Regions from separate parts of the Mus musculus genome. Here region 2 is linked to region 1. Evidence: chromatin contacts called from public Hi-C data. All regions are on one chromosome and are shown on one strand. The core of a region is the stretch at or near the end of the contact, and the rest is flanking DNA. Distances in the headings are between cores, read along the strand shown. Region 1 has its middle 46 kb from the start of Gm40658. Region 2 has its middle 43 kb from the start of Gm40660.

Region 1 (2,672 bases), core at 74-2,573:
TTTCTAGGCAAAGTAAACATACAGTACTAGTTACTGTAACACCTTCTTCCAATACTTGCTATTTTTTTTCCTTCAACTTTCTGAAAAGCTACTGTTCTTGAGAAGGAACAAGAAAGAGCTGTATATGCAGGTTCATAATGCTGGCTCCATTAACCACTCTACTCTATAAGCACAATGAAGTTAGACTTTCTCCAAAGCACCCCTTTGGCTTCTTGGGGTGTATATGGCCCCCGAGGGCTTTGTTTTAGTTCTGGTCTTGTGACTCACAGGTTCAACATGACATTCTCCTTATTCTGCTCCTGTCTTTGCTGTTTACAGAACAGCAATGAACACCTCTCCTGTTCCCAGCCTGAGTTAGCTCCAAGAATCTCATACTCTTCTTTATCTGTTCTTGGCTGACACATGGATTATCTCTTGTGTCAGCTGCAGTTGCCAGTGTGCCTTGGCAATGTGAACTAAGCTGAATTCATATGACTCTGAGAATAGAGTTGGCTTGAACTCCCTATTACCAAGGTTGCATCACAATCCAGTATATTCATACGCCTGAATGATCTGAGCACTGTTGAAGAATCAAATCCCATTTCCTTGTAATATACTGGCCTTCTATCCAGTCTCCACTTCTATCTATAAAACCACGTGTAGAAACACATGTTCACATAAACGTATATTGGTTTTGATTAAATGTTTATTCAACCGCCACCGTGTCTTATAGCTACCTATCATTCAGAAAAGAAAATGATTTCACAATTGTAAAGTGCTACCTGGTAGGTTGTCTCTATGCCTTTTCTTCAATGTTCCTTAATTTGTCACAGAAGAGTTTTGACTGAAAACTTTAAAATGTTTATTTAATTTTAAAAGCAGTCTAAATAAAACCATTTTGAATAATTTAAAGCATGTTTGGCATAAGAATGACACAAATAGGCATTAAAAAAAAATAACCCTCAGGCACCTGCATATGACCTCAACTATGCTATTTTTCCCTCCTTGCATTTATGACTTCTATCAGCATTTCCCAGATTTTCCTCTTCCTGTAAACATGAGCTGCCAGACCATTTAAGGAAGTTAACTCAGAGCTGACTCTCCCAGGATCCTTGTTTTCAGAAGAAAAAGGCAAATCCTTTGCCCTAGTTGCCCCTGCCCCCACTCCACTCCACCCCACTCCACCCCACCCCACCCCGCATACCAAATCCAAATAGCTCTTGGGACAGGACAAACCCACTGTAAGAAGTAAACACTTAACAGGAAGTCTCACATAGCAACAGTCTCCAGGCACTAGAGGCATGAGTCATGCTGAGCACGCGGACCACAGCGCCTCTCCAGGGTTTACCAAGCTCTGACTCAAGAGTGGAGTCCAATTACAGAGACATTTCACAGGGCTCAGCACACTGGTGATGTCAGCTGATCCAGTTACAGTTGGGGGATCAGCAGGATTCAAACAAGAGGAGTGTTCATTCAGAGTTCCAGTCAGAGATTCCAGAGGCCCTGCCAAGTAAATGGAGGTTGCAATGAAAAAGCCACCTATAATAGAAAGTACTGGAAGTCCCGCTTAGCTGTTGCCTCAGGAGCAAACGGATCCCTGTCATTATGCGATTTGTCACTTCAGGGTAGTGTAGGGAACACCAGACTAGGTTTCACTGACTTCTTGGCTTTCTTGACATCTATGTGTTAAAAGATCTGCTGGAGGAAAGGGTCTATTTTTACTCATCATTGCTTCTCCATCTGTTTGCTATTTTCTATAAACAGAGATTAGCGTCCTGCGCGTGAGCCTATTTTAATCAGCGAACTAGCAGAGCCAAAGAGTAACAGGACGATATGAACATTCTGTTTCACAACAGAGCTTGCAATTCCTGAAGGACCTTCAAGCTATTCAAAAGAGGACAGCTTTAAAAACAATAACCGTGAAGGAGCATTACATCAACTTTAATGAATACATTTAATGAGTAATACATATATATCAAGCACAAATATATATATATATATATATATATATATATATATATATATGTGTGTGTGTGTGTGTGTGTGTGTGTGTGTGTGTGTGTGTATGTGTATACACATGCACAGACACACACACATATACACACACACAATCTTAGGAAAAATATTCTCAAAAAATTCTTACCATACTTTTTTGTTCTGTTCTCTTTCTATATGCTTTAAGAGCAATTTATGAATAAAAGCCCACAATAATACTGTGCTGAACACAGACTGATCTCACATTCTTAAATAAAGATACTTGTGTTATGTGTTCTTAAGATGTCCATACAAAAACCCAGAAGAAAAGGTATCTCAAAGTAGAAGGATTGCTGAAAGGGAAATACAAAGTCTTGTGGAAAGTACATAAAAATTGCTGAAATGTAACAACTGGCACTGTGGGTAAAGTGAAGTGACTTTTGCAGAAACATCTTCACCACCACACACATGAGTGAGCATCTAGAACCCTGCTAAATCATCATCTTTCTAATGGATGAGTGTGTAATGTGTAACTGGTGGGTTTTGTTAAGAACATAAGAAACGAATGTTGTTCTCTCTTGCGTAAGTGATGTCCTGTGTCTAGAAATGTCAGTGTTTAGCCTTAAGTGCTAAAGCTCTGTTTCTTTTTTTTATAATTAGGTATTTTCCTCGTTTACATTTTCAATGCTATCCCAAAGGTCCCCCATACCCACCCCCCC
Region 2 (2,672 bases), core at 98-2,597, 640 kb before region 1:
CAGTGATAGTGTCAGGTCTTGGGACCTCCCCTTGAACTGGATCCCACTTTGGGCCTTTCGCTGGACCTTCTTTTCCTCAGGTTCCTCTCCATTTCCATTCCTGGAATTCTTTCAGACAGAAACAATTATGGATCAGAGTTGTGACTGTGGGATGGCAACCCCATCCCTCAATTGATGTCCTGTCTTCCTGCTGGAGGTAGATTCTGTAAGTTCCCTCTCCCTACTGTCTGGTATTTCATATAAGGTCCCTCCCTTTGAGTCCTGAGAGTCTCTCACCTCCCAGGTCTCTGGTGCATTCTGGAGGGTCCTCCAACCTCCTATCTCTGGAGGTTGACTGTTTACATTCTTTCTGCTGGCCCTCAGGGCTTCAGTCTTTTGCCTCACCAGATCAGGTTCCCCTTTTCCCAACCCTTTTCCACTTTCCCACTCCCCTCACCCCAGGTCCCTCCCTCCCTTTCCACTTGTGATTGCTTTCTTCTCTCTCCCAAGTGGGACTGAGGCATCCTCAATTGGGCACTTCAGTTTGTCCACAAAGTTCAAAAAGGTCAACAAGCTGAAAATGTAAAGATTTCTTAACCCACACTTCTTACTTTAAGGAAAATGGAACTAGAATGACTACCCAAGTCTAAGTGATCAGACACCTAGCTGCCCATTCAACGTAGTCTTAGATTTTTAACTTCTAATGATCCAGGCTTCCTCTCTGAGACAAGGGAATAATTACAGTGAGGTGAAAATTAAATACAGTTTTGTATAAGTCACTCAGGATAGTTGCAGTGATGTAAACTGCTACCAACTGCTAGCTCTTTGACTTTTCATTGAGCCTCAGATATTAGCTTATTTTATGTATTCATTTATTTTTCAGGGAGGGATTGCTGTTGAGATAAGGAGTCCTGTAGCCCAAGTTGGCCTTAAAATTTTAATGTTGTGGGATCTTGACTTGAAATCTGAAACCTTTTCCCACTGGACTGTACCCTGGTCTTACAAAGAGACCACTATGTCTTTCACAATGGATCAGCATTCCAGACAGACATATCTCTCCCATACCAGCTTAATACTGTTTCTTAAAATGCTAAGATTAACAATTCTCTTGGCTGTGTGTGTGATAAGTTATTTTCCTCCTGAGTTAAAACAGGACAGAGGGATTGTGTCAGCTGGTATCAGTTGCTGATGACCATTGTCAACTCACAGATGCCCCATGTACCAGACAGTGAAAGCAAAGAATCAAGATTTGGTTGATGGGGAGCATGGGATGTCCTGGGATGCATTGAGGAGGCTTGTTTGTTAGTGCTGTTGCTCCTAGAGTGAATGTTCTGGTGATTCCCAGAACAGTTTAGGAAGCAGGGACACAAGCTTAAACATTACACAGTGATCTAATGGGATAAAAATTTGGCCCAGACTGCAATGTGTTAGACAATTTTTTTTAAAACAACATGGAATTCATTTGTTCTGAGTTTAGAAAAAGAAAATGATTTAAGGACAGCTGTCATATCAGGTAAAAAGAAAGTCTTAAAAGCATTCCCCAAAGTCATATATATTTTACATTTTTGGTAAAGATTTGATGCAACAATGGTTTTAAAGAGCCACAGATGTTCACAGAATGCAACTAGTCAGATGAGTTCATGGTTTCTGGGGACAGTCAGAATTTCCGTGGAATGAGCCTCAAAGTCTATCCATTAAGCAATACAAACAGAAATGAAAGAAAGAAAGAAAGGAAGAAAGGAAGGAAGGAAGGAAGAAAAGGAAGAAAGGAAGAAAAGGAAGAAAAGGAAGAAAGGAAGAGAAAGAGAGAAAGAGAGAAAGAGAGAAAGAGAGAAAGAGGGAAAGAAAGAAAGAGAGAAAGAAAGAAAGAAAGAAAGAAAGAAAGAAAGAAAGAAAGAAAGAAGGAAGGAAAGAAAGAAGGAGGAAATGAAAAGCAAATTAAGGTGCTTAGGTATTTAGAAAGTGGTTTCTGGTAAAATGATTAGGAAATCCACACGCCTTTAATCCCAGCACTTGGGAGGCAGAGGCAGGCAGATTTCTGAGTTCGAGGCCAGCCTGGTCTACAAAGTGAGTTCCAGGACAGCCAGGACTATACAGAGAAACCCTGTCTCGAAAAAAAACAGAAGAGAACAAAACAAACAAACAAACAAACAAACAACAAAACAAAACAAAAAAAAAAAGGAAATCCCATACCAAGGGTCAAAGGTCTCTACTAAACTAACTAAATTTCCCACTGAAACCAAACTATTTAGAAAGGGGCCACGGTTAAAATTTCACCAAGATGATGTCTCAGTGTGGTACCTGTCCTATGGTAGCAAGCACAGCTCTCTTCTAAGAAGTTGGATTTGAAAACTCCATAACACACTGATCAAACAGAGCAATATGCTGTCTTAAAATGACACTTGGACCTTGAAAAGCTTGAGTCCTTAACTCTGGTATGGTATTGATCCAGTTTCTGACTCCAGTTGCTATCCGTTTACCTCAGCTAGATAGTGAACTATTCCAAAAGGGCTCTGCTGGTTAGCACTGAGTAGCTACTTGCCAGACCCTATAATAATCTCATGACAAGCCTCTGAGTACACTTCTGAGGGATTGTCTAGTCTATGGTGATGCTCTTAAGCGATAATTCTGATGTGGGTTAAAATTAGTGGACCAAACCCTAGACTTGGATTCTGTGCTGCATCAAAAAGGAG

Evidence for each region. Hi-C and Micro-C count contacts between places; a contact is called where the count stands out from the background.
Region 2: a contact with region 1 is called in a Hi-C map of the 3T3-L1 cell line, with 6 times the contacts expected there. The contact joins two enhancer-like sites. A contact is called at or near these places in 2 of 39 promoter capture datasets (both in the 3T3-L1 cell line), 7 of 484 Hi-C or Micro-C datasets (the 3T3-L1 cell line, adipose-derived mesenchymal stem cells, embryonic fibroblasts and 2 more), 1 of 115 datasets of contacts at active chromatin or transcription factors (embryonic fibroblasts) and 1 of 9 other capture datasets (embryonic stem cells).

What each region holds. Positions count from the first base shown.
Region 1 is chr13:4,770,277-4,772,948 of GRCm38.p6, reverse strand. No RefSeq gene overlaps it. Among named protein-coding and RNA genes, the nearest start is that of Gm40658, 46 kb to the right of the region's middle. Within about 2 kb of position 1,323, at least 305 of the 459 cell types and tissues checked have an H3K27ac peak or open chromatin away from gene starts, as enhancers often do.
Region 2 is chr13:5,410,941-5,413,612 of GRCm38.p6, reverse strand. No RefSeq gene overlaps it. Among named protein-coding and RNA genes, the nearest start is that of Gm40660, 43 kb to the left of the region's middle. Within about 2 kb of position 1,347, at least 11 of the 459 cell types and tissues checked have an H3K27ac peak or open chromatin away from gene starts, as enhancers often do.